Regions from separate parts of the Rattus norvegicus genome. Here region 2 is linked to region 1. A link is a contact called in public Hi-C data. All regions are on one chromosome and are shown on one strand. The core of a region is the stretch at or near the end of the contact, and the rest is flanking DNA. Distances in the headings are between cores, read along the strand shown. Region 1 holds the start of Izumo1r (IZUMO1 receptor, JUNO). Region 2 overlaps Panx1 (Pannexin 1).

Region 1 (5,896 bases), core at 920-3,419:
CTCCTGTCTCCTCACCGGCTGGATCCAAGGCCCCAGGTTGGGGGAACACTCATAGAAGCAGATGGCCTGGATGAAGTGCTTATGGCAGAGCGGGGTCAGCAGTCCACAGTGCGTCATGCTGAAGTTAAAGAGCAAGGGCTCATCAAGGTGGGCTTCCCAGCTTGTGTCGCGTGTGCAGCAGGCATTGTCCTTCCAGGGCATGCACTGAGGCGGGGGCAGAGGCAACAGACGGTGGGTAAGAGGCTGGCTTGGGTGGCTTGGGCAGAAGGGTATCAGGAGAGGGGACGTATGAGCACCTCTGTAGAGGAGGGACTCTAGCATCTGAAGAATGAGGTGCACCTGACCACTGACCTCCTTCCTCCCTATCTTCCTGCCACAAATATAGCTTCCTGCTATCAGCTCCAGGGAGGTAATAAATCCATGAAAGAAAATAGGTTCAGGAACCTGGGTCAGTATGATGGGTGGGAGGGACTTATAGTTGGAATTTAGGAGACTGGAAAGGACACAAATCAAGGTCTATGACTCGCCATGTTGACAGGAAGGCTTGATCTGATCCATGGTTAGCTAACATATCCTCCGGGATCACCACATGACCTGTTTCCCAAGCAGCCAGAGCAGCTCAGCAGCAAAGCCCTGGATGGACCCCAAACTAAGGAACTGAGAGATCAGGGGTGATGGGGTGCAGAGACCATCTTGCCTGTATTCCTTCTCCAATAATTCTAAGAAGCCTCCTCAGCCCCTGGGCCAGCTCCTCTGTACCTCAAAGTAGAGCTTGTCTTCTGGGCCAGGCTCTTGCTTGTGGTGCTTGGAATTCATGCAGACATTGAGCAGCTTGCCCCCGGCCAAGCTGGGCAGGACTGTCCACAAGCCCAGGAGGATCAGCCACCATTGTGCCATGACCTGTTGAGAGGGGAGCCTAAGGTAGAGAGGACATTATTCTCAAAGACCAAGAAGGTAAGACCCACCCTGCTCCTGCCAACCTTCAGGCATTGGAGAGGGAGTAGGGGCTCCAGGGCTCCCTTAGGAACCCTGAAACACTCTGGCTGCTCCTAGAACCTTCTGTGTAGAGCAACATCACAGAACGTAGAGTATGACTTGGATCTGACACCCCAGTACAAACCATGGTAGAAACGTAGACACCAAACTGAGCAATAAGAGGAAAGAGAGAAAAAAGAAAAAGGAAAAACAGACAGACAGCTCTGAAGAGGAGGGCAGGTGGGGAATGTTTTCAAGCTGTGTTCACTTAGATGCGGTTTTGCTAGCTCAGTAATATATGGACTGGGAGTTTAGAGCTTTGGGCCCAGCCCGCAGACAGCTTCTTGGCCAAGTGACCAATCCCAGTAAGCAGATTCTCCTTATGGCCAAAGGATATGGTGGGATGGGGTGGTTGAGGCTGGCCTTAGCTTTCTCCGTCACGTGCCAACCCTAATTCTAGTCCCTAGGAAGGGTCCGCACCAGGCTATGGAGCTTCTCGGAGTAGCTCATCCCCACTCTGTCCCTGCAACCGCTGAGCTCTCTTTAGCTCATTTCAACCCACCCCAGTCTATCTCAGAGACACCCTAAGTGTCAGGCCATAATAGACAACGCTAAGAATCCTGCTGGCCTCTAAGGGCTGGGAGCACAGTCAGGCATGAGGAGCTGAGGAACCTTCCATCTTTAACCCTAGCACGGGAACATGGAGGCTGGCTTGTACCTTGGTGTTTGCGGATACATTTCCAGTTCTCTTCTGGCTTGTACTGGCAATGGGTGGGGGTGGAGAGGATGGACAGAAAGATGTACCCTCCCACCCCCGGCTAGAGCAAGGGTGCACCCTGCTCCAGGAGGGCTCCAGTCAGTCCTCACTGCCAGGTCTTCATGGCTCCTATGGCTCCTAGGCCTGCTGGGAGCATGCCCTACACATAGCAGTTTAGCCTATGTCTACCTCAGGACGTCTGAGATGTGGATTAGAGAGAGACCCAGATTCTACTGCAGAACCCACCCCGACCTCGAAACCTACGGCTGTTTTCCCACAGAGCTCCAAGTTTGCACAAAGAACAACTCTTCTCAAAGACCAGGAAGGTAAGATAGACAAGAGAGGAAAGATGTCAGTCCTCTCAGCGTTGTCTTCAGACTTACCCTCAAGGCAGGGCCCTCTGGTTGCTCTTCCTGGGCCCAGAGAGGTGAGCAGGCTCAGGGCACTCCACCCACTGGCCTTTTATTGCCCTTCAGCTTCTATGAGCTACAGGTGCGGAGAGCAGCAAGTAGCCAGACCTAAGCATCCTCCATGCCTTCAAGATAGAAAAACAAGACGTTTCGGTACCAGAGATCCATGCAGTGGACAAGTTCAACTCTCAGCGCTGCTGCTAACCTGCGAGAACTTGGGGATAGCTTAGATTCTATCAGTCTAGTGCTCTGTAATGAGAGCTGTTGGCAGGGACTGTCAGGAAAGAGAGATCACGAAAAGGTCACGGCACAAGGATGTCTTAACAGTTCCTTCATCTTTTGTTCTCGGAAGCGCGCTCTTCCTCTCCAGTGTTCCACGGGGCCCTTCTTCTGCTCAGCTCCCTGGGGCCCCTGGCTAACAGCATCCTCCCACAGCATCCGGAGCTAGCTTAGCAGCGCACAGGTGCACAGACAGGCAGCCTGGAGCGCCAAGGATTTAAGCAAAAATCAAACCTGAAACAAAAGCCGCCCCTCAGCCCGGGCAGGGACCGTCTGCATTTGTACCCGGGGCGTGGTCTGACCGCTGCTCCAAAGGTTCTGTAGGAGGTGATGCCTGTAACTTTACTTGTCTTTTATGTTCTGCCTCCAAAGGAGAAGTAGCCAAAAATCACTGAAATTTCATACAGAAACATAGTAAATAAATAAATAAATAACCCTCCCGCGTTTTCCGCTGAGGAAGACAAAATACAGCACACGATGTTCGGCTGCCAGTCAGTGTACAAAGCATATTAATTATGTGCAGGGAAAATGGCAGTTTCCACACGCGGGTACAAAGTATTGAACATCCAGAAGGACTAGTCATGGGACTGGAGCCTATGGCACTGGTACCCGGTCTGGCTTACTGCCTGCAAGAATTCCCCCAAATGAGCACTCTCTTTCAGATGTAGGGGAAACCGAGGCTCAGATAGAGGTCCAGAGAGCTGGAATCTGAACGAGGCTTGATTGACTCCATATTTAATGCTTATGGACCAGGTGAGGGAGGGGATCACCTCCAGGACCGAGGGGTAGGAACTGTCCAGGTCTTTTTTAAAAAGTTAAACATCACAGTCAGACTGGGATTAGGGGGGGGCATGTGCTGGCTTTAGGGGTTGGAGACAGAGCGGTGATGTTTATCAGCCCAACTTCCATGTGCTGTCTCCCACAGAGCTGAGACTCCCTTCTGGAAATCAGAGGCCAAATGGGAAGGCATTTCTGCCTCAAGGGTCTCCTTGTATCGGCGTCCACAGGGACAGCAGAGACGGGGACTCACACTTGTTCTGAATAGACACCCAGGGAGCAACGAGTCTTGACAAGTAAGCGATTTGGAATTGAACATTAAGTTTAAAATGACTGTGGATGTGGCAAGAGCAAGAATCCAGAAATGAGTCACACTCATTACTGGAATGGAAAAACGTCCTTCGCAAGGAGGGAGAGGGACAAGGAGGACGGCAGCGTTAGCCACCTCCAGGACAGAATTGTAGGAAACGAGTCAAAGTCGCGGCCAGCATGGGCGCAGGTGGACTGGGGGAGGGGCGATCGCAGAGGCTGCCTTTCGGAGAGCCTCCAGGCCAGGCATCTGTCCCTGGAGAAGCAGTTTGAGGCCCTTGAGCAGAGCTCATTTTGCCCTATTGTGTCCGAGTGTGTTCCAGAGAAATCTGTTTCCTGACTGAAGGCTGCTAAATCAGGGCTGGCTGTAGATGGTGCCACTCGGAGCAGCTGCAAACAACAACGGATTAAAGACCGGAGGAAGAGGTGCAGCCAGTTTAAGGGATTCTGAAGGGGGTGGGGGTGGAGTGACCTGAAGTCACAGGGATGCTGGAGGATGATGACTGTCCTGTCCCACCATTCGGGTTACCAGGCCATCCAAAACAGTGCCTCTGAAGACAAAAAAGCTCCCCAGGGCCTCTGAAGTCAGATGCCAGTGAGGAGGCCCCCTAGCGGCTCTAATTCTGAAGCCTCCTCCTTACCCTACATAATTAAAGCTTCTTTGCAAGTTTGTAGCTCCTGCAGAGGGGCAGCGCTCTTGGGTGGTTCACCCAAACGTGAGGTGTTGTTGACTTAACCCGCTTGTTTCTTTTTGCAGCTGGGGCCAGGCTCAGATACTGCAAACAGGTTCCCTCCACCGCACTATCCACGCAACAGTCAAGATGATACCCCCGCCCCCAGGGCGTTACTGTAAACTCTTCCAAACTGCGGGAAAGTTGAGAGAATTTCACAGTGGATACTCATCTCCAGTGTGATTTTATACGCTCTGTTTTCCTCTTTAAGAGGGAGGGCGTTCATTTGAGCCAACCATCCATCTCCTTCTTGAGGGATCTGTCCCACGGGCACCTGGAAGCAGGAACTGAGGAACTTCCAAGCCATTCAAGCACATCCTCAGCCAGATTCCAATATTTGTCACTTTTTTTTAAAACAAAAAAATGCCAGAATGATCCTTTAAAAACATAAAGATGGTTGCCAGACACTCGCATTTAAAATCTGTGTATCCATTAGGGTAAGTGTTTGTGGGCTCCCTTTTTAATATATATTTTTTTAAAATTTCATGTATGTTGCTGTTTTGCATGTCTGTATGAGGGTGTCAGATCTCCTGGAACAGGAGTTACAGACAGTTGTGAGCGATCATGTGGATGCCGGGAATTGAGCCCAGGTCCTCTGGAAGAACAGCCGGTGCTCTTAACCACTGACCCTCCTCACGGGCCCTGTTGTTAATCTAGTCCCCGTGTATTTCTCTATTTTAATCCGAGGTCCATTTTTTCCTTATTTGAATTAATTATTGGTCTGTGTGTGTGACCTGGATGGGGTAGGCATATGAGCCATAGGGAGAGTGCCCAGGTCAGAGGACAACTTTAGGAAATCACTTCTCTCCTTTCACCCTCCCTTGGTTTCACAGGCTGAACTCAGCCCCTTTCTTTTGTCTGACTCTTGTAAATCTGAAGCTGCCCTGCTCCCAGAGGGTGTCTCCCTGGCAAGGCTCACTCTCTCACAGCCCACTCACCCTCAGCCTCAGCGTCTAGAGACTCCTACACAGTTCTGGTTCCCAGAAGGGACCGCTTGCCTCTGCCCACCAGGGAAGATGCTCTGCGGTCTCTGTGGTTTGGGGAGACGCTCTCTTGGGTCTGATGTCTCCTGCTATAGCTTTGTTCCCACAGCTGCCTTCTGCCCCAAGGAGCACCTGTCAGCCTCCCCCAGCCTCCCTCTGTCCACGGTTCAGGCAGACACAAGCCTGACCAAGAGTGGACAGTCCATGGTGACGTGCCTTTAGAGAGCAGGAGCACTGGTCCAGACAGCTCCCTGGTTTACTATGACTCAGCCCCATGTCTTCTACTCTCTCCCTTTCTTTCCCATCCTCCTACTCTCAGACATCCTTCTCCTGTCTTTCAAATTATCTCCTGTCTTCTCCCATCCTCTTTCTTTTTTCTTATTTAATTCAAACCACGAGAGAACTTACTTTGAAATAGACAACATAAACCCCATTTGTCTCCATTTAAGGAACAGGCCTGATTTCAAAAAGAAGGCAATACATACCAGCTCTGGGAACAGACCATAGAATCCAGAACAAGATCACACACACACACACACACACACACACACACATTCACACACACACACTCACATACACACACACATACAGACACACACACTCATACATACATACTCACACACACACACTCACACACAGACACACAGACACACTCATACACACACTCACAGACTC
Region 2 (5,234 bases), core at 1,037-3,536, 100 kb after region 1:
AACCCATGAGATGTATTAATTTCTATAGCAGAAGTGTTCTCTCCTTCAGCAGAGGTAAGCAGGTCCAATCCTGTCCATGAGCACATGGTCCAAACAGCTCCCTACCAGACAGTACACTTTACAAACACCGACCTGTAGGCCTCTCATCAAGGACCTCCCTCATTTACTGCCGGCTGGACAGTCATTAGCAAACATCATGGAAGCTCCTGAAAGTCACCCATTTCCAGGCAGGGATGAGCCCTGTGCATTTCAAACCTCATCCTCTGGCTCCATCTTCAGTGAAGCGACTCCTGAAGATGGCGAGAAAGATGATGACTCGACTCTGTTACTTAGAAAGTTTTATTTAGAGAAACATAGCACAGTACTGAAGCACCATTTGCTGTTGTCTGCAGACACAACAGCCTCTTTAGAGAAATGTCTGTGTGTGTGGTCAAGCACCTCCCATGGAAGCACTGAGTTCCAAGCACCTTCCATGAAGCACCAAGCTCCAAGCACCTCCCATGGAAGCACTGAGTTCCAAGCACCTCCTGTGGAAGCACTGAGTTCCAAGCACCTCCCGTGGAAGCACCAAGTTCAGCAGTGTGATAAGCTTTCAGACATGTTCTTTACAAGGTTATTTTGACACCATCATTTGGTCTCTGGACTTTGTGGAACGAAACTGAAGATGAACTTAAGTGTTTAAAGCTGTTCTTCATCAGCTCGGATTTTTTCACCAAATGACACAGCAAAAAAAAAAAAAAAAAAAAAAAAAGAATCATTAGTAATCATTAGAAATTTAACTTAGCCAGGCACATGCCTTTAGTCCCAGCACCTAAGGATGCAGAGCCAAGTGGATCTCTGAGTTTGAGGCCAGTCCAGTCTATGTGGAGAGTTCCAGAATAGCCAGGGCTACACAGAGAAACCTTGTCTCGAAACAATAACAACGAAAACAACAGAAGAATTCTGTAACCAGAGCTACACAGAGAAACCCTGTGTCAAACACACACATACACACCACCATCACACCACCAGAGGAGGGAGGGAAGGAGGGAGAGGGGATTTAACTTACACACAGAGCATCACTATACTGAATGCCTGCACACTGTAACCATGATGTTTTTAAAAGGCCAACTTGTGAAAAAGTGGAACTGATTGTGTCCGTTTTCCTAGGGAGCACTTATCACACTGCAGAATCCCACTGTTTTCTCCCGTGGTTGGGCAAGGAAGAAAGTGCCTCAAGACACACGAAACTTTGTGGTTTCGGGAACCTAAGAACAATGACTGATTAAAATCTACATGCTTCAGTGACAACTAATTTCACAGCTAAAAAGGGACCCAGAAACACAATACATCTAATTTAATGCAGGCAGGAAAACCAACTACGAATTAGCACTTATTATATTCCACATTTGACACAATAGCATCCCTGTCAATCTTCTAAGAGGCTTTCACTGTTCTTACGAGAAATAAGGCTAAAATGCCAGTGATTGCCCCAAAGGAGCCGTTCATCTCCAGTGCCTGCAGACAAAACATTAATTGGTAATTGCACGTTCTAGCCACAGCTCCTTTAAGAGGTTTATTCTGCACTGCTGAGACCAGGGCCTTAAGACACCCACTTCCCTCGTCACCGTCACCGCAAGAGAGCCTTGAACTCATGCTGAACTTGGAAAGTGGTTGTGACTCATCCCACATCAAAAGCTGAGACTCAGCCACTGCTCACAGGAAAGGCTATGAGCTCCCTTCTGAGCCTTCCCACCATCCTCCTCCTGCAGCAGACCAGTGCCTTTTAAATCAGATCCTAAATGCCAAGGAGCAGGCCTCCCTGCTGTTTCCCCTGCTTGCTCACTCTGCCTGCGTTTACAGAGGGCATGGGGTGTCTCAGCTGACTTAAGAGTTGGTGACACAGCAGCAAATCAGAGCTCCTGACCTTTGTAGATCTATTTGCGCTGCTCTGACACATACAGATTAAACCAGGCAGGATGCGGATCAGGAGAGGTGTAGACACCCGTCTTTCACAGGAACAAAGTCACAGGGTCTGGGTTTTGGGTATGTCATATGTGAAAACATACATGCAAAAAACACATGGGAGTGTGGAGCCCCTAACACGGCCACCGGGAAGCAGGATGATGCCCTGTAAGTGGTATGTTGTCCCCTTCCTCCTGACACGCCGGAGAGGGAGAGCAGGGACCAGACAGGAAAGGGTTAGCCTCATGGCTCCAGAGAAAACAGAACCAATGCTGGCTGCCTAGTCGCACAGGCTGCCGGCCTCCCTGACTGACTGCTGAGTCTGACTCCAGAGAAGGTGACTAACAAGAAGGCAGCATTCTCTCAGGAAGTGTGTAAACATGACCCAATTACGCCAAGTCTCAAGCAGAGGGCAAGAGCCTTCTCGAGGGCAAGGTACACCCCACTCAGTGTGGGGCTCACACTTCGGCAAGCACGAGCTGCAACAAAATACGTGTTGGTAGCTTTAAAAGTAGCCCCCGCCCAGAGCTGGAGGGCCTCTACTATGTGTCCCTTGGTAGGCTGCAAATGTGCCAGAACCCTGCTTCCAGAATGATCTGTACTATTCACTGCCACGCCGCTGTGTGGCTCCGGTTTGCAGGCCTCAGGAGTCCACTAAGGAAAGAAGTACTTCCCTAAGACTGGAAACAAGGTTAGTGGCCCCAGGGTGGTCATTTAGGGTCTGTGTATGTCCGTAAGAAAAGGAAGAGTGCTTACAAAGTAATTCCTACCATCATCACTAGAGAAGTGCTCTCAGCTTTCGGGTCACCAGACAGAAGGGTACTGCTGGGCATCCCAATACGGCCCCTTGGAGCTATAAACTCGACTACAGCACCGTGGGCCGCACCCCACAGGCTTCTCCTTATGTCCTGGAAAGGAGAGAAGCCGACTAAGCCAACTGCTCAAAACCACTGATATAGCTTTATCTAAACTTCGACTCAGAGAGCCTTTACGGCTGAAATAGTCATTGGCCTCTATGAAAATACCAGACCCCATAAATCACCATCTGTGGGACTCCGGACAGGGGGACCAGACATCGTGGCTCCTCCCAACACTACAGAGGGATTTTTGGAAGGATCTTTCCTGTGGCTATCTATGGTTTTTTAGTGATCATCTAGGTCTTTACTACCTGTTGCTACGCTCTGGTGCCCTCAAAAGAGGACCTGCCTGTTCATTTGTCACAGCTAGTACCAGGTGTGATGCCCGGGATGCTGTGGGTCCTCTCGGAGCTCTGGGTGAGAATAGGAGGGCCAAATGAAACAGAGGTTGAGGTCCCCAAGCACATTCCGACCAAAGGTTGCGCAGGATTAGCTCAGACCATTCCTGGTCTTCTAAAATAAAACATCGTTTTTTACTGCCTTCAAGTACACGTTATAGGTATATGCTACAAAAAGACGGAGCTTTTTGAAAAGAAAAATCTATATGCTAAAAAAATATTTTAAAGGTCATTTCGAAGTTAAAAAAAAGATAAACCACACACACACACACACACACACACACACACACACACACACACACACACACAGAGAGAACTGTAATGGAATGTCTCAGACATGGCAATGTAAAAATATACAAAACCAGTTTCTTAGTTACCACTTCTCCGTCATACCATAACGCAACAGGGAGAAATATCGTGGGACAGTGCCAATCAAAGCACCCAGCGCACTCCTGATATTCACTTCCCAACGTAGAAAGTATAAGCAAAGCCTGCTTTTCTGTACACCCCCAAAGGCAGACAACCACTTAACGTAACTTCCGATTTCACCAAAAGCCATTAGATTAGGTAAACAATTGTTCCTATGATTGACCCAAAGTAAACTGGGAGGTTCCTGAGGACTTCCCTTTAAACCTGGTAAAACTGGGAAGGTGTGAAGACTAAAGATTTCTATATAAACTGCGAACATGTAACACACTCATGTGGTCAGAATGTAATCAGGTTTTAACGAATTCTGGGTCAGCTTGGAAGAGTGAGGGAAGGAAGACCCTGAGGGCAGTCTGAGTCTGAGTGAGGCAGGGGACCGTGTCACAAAACAAAACAAAGCAATGCAAACAAAACAAAGCAATGCCAGAGTCTGTTCTAACCTCCTACTGTACGACTTACTCCAAAACCCTTATCAGTGCTGGAATGCTCTTCTCAAATGACTTCGATTATATAAATCAATGTGCAATTTTAAAAGTTGGGCTTAAATTTAATCAATCTGATCTAAACAAATGGCCAAGGCCACTGCTAGGTCAGTTCCGTGTTCTGCCCTCATTGGACAAAGTGTGCCTCACATGGGCGTCAGTAAAATCCCGTTCTCCTGCCTCAGGTATCTAAACTCAGGTTTCCCACTGGGAAGGTTTCTCAAGCCTTCCTTCTGAGAGTCACCATGGCATGACTCTGGCTCCATAGCTGGGGTTTAGTCAGCACTGCCTCAGGCTGCTGTCCGTGCTGAGGTCAAACGGCAGGTCACACCCAATTTAGGGCACAGCTGCACTCGAACAGGTCGATTTCCCTGGTAGGCCAGTGAATGCTCTTCTTGTCCAACAGTCAGAAAGGGCACACAGAAGGGGTTATTAAATTACATCCTGACAGGTTTATTATTATCTCACAAAACAAAGTGCTTGTTCTCTAGAAGCTCCAGGTCTCCCAGCACTGCCAGTCCAGAACGGTGCTTCTCTGGGGCTCTAGAAGGCTCTGTGCTCTCTCTTAATAGCCCTCCGACGAGGGCTTTAGACAAAGCACTTACTCGTTTCCATATTTAGTCTTGAAGGACGTTCCTAGCTATTCTTCCATAACGCTGTGGGCCATTATGTCTTAGGACACACACCACATCGATACCAAAAACATATACTGCAAACTAGCTACGGTTCCAACAGGGGTGGGTCAGCCACAGGAGTCACAGGCTTGAAATTCAAGAATGAAACCATTAGCAGGATGAATTCAGAAGTCGCTGGCGAGAGTTCTTCTCCCCATTGTTCGCTGCCGTCTCGCTGCTCAGGTCCAAATCTGTCAAAATTAAAACCATTATTTATAAGGGAGGAATAGCAGGAAGCACTGGTATCAACCCACTGTGAGGGAGGGGACTTCTCAGACACATCCTTTACCATGGCTGCGTCTGAGTCTGAAGTCCCAAAGTTAGGTCAAGAAGTCAGTAACCCCCTCTTCTAAGTAAGAGAGTCAGAGAGTGACTTTGGGAGCCATTCTTTGGCTATATGTGGCTTCTGTGGCCTGCTCCACAGAAGAAAAGTCCCACCTGTACAGTAAACAT

The links. A called contact is a pair of places that touch in the nucleus more often than the background predicts.
Region 2: a Hi-C map of Schwann cells shows a contact between it and region 1, with 1.7 times the contacts expected there. The contact joins the enhancer-like site here to the promoter of Izumo1r in region 1. A contact is called at or near these places in 3 of 12 Hi-C or Micro-C datasets (Schwann cells, frontal cortex and hepatocytes).

The regions. Positions count from the first base shown.
Region 1 is chr8:20,027,409-20,033,304 of GRCr8, forward strand. It overlaps Izumo1r (IZUMO1 receptor, JUNO), which reads right to left and starts at 2,170. Exons shown (of 5, transcript NM_001398801.1): 1 at 2,116-2,170; 2 at 760-900; 3 at 16-204. The coding sequence starts at 897. LOC134479994 (a long non-coding RNA gene) reads left to right here and starts at 1,688. Exons shown (of 7, transcript XR_010054081.1): 1 at 1,688-2,058; 2 at 3,347-3,933; 3 at 4,265-4,675.
Region 2 is chr8:20,128,460-20,133,693 of GRCr8, forward strand. It overlaps Panx1 (Pannexin 1), which reads right to left. Exons shown (of 5, transcript NM_199397.2): 5 at 4,152-4,972. The coding sequence ends at 4,893. Among named protein-coding and RNA genes, the nearest start is that of Panx1, 40 kb to the right of the region's middle. Within about 2 kb of position 2,287, at least 27 of the 93 cell types and tissues checked have an H3K27ac peak or open chromatin away from gene starts, as enhancers often do. A contact at or near this core is called in Schwann cells, where this site is marked.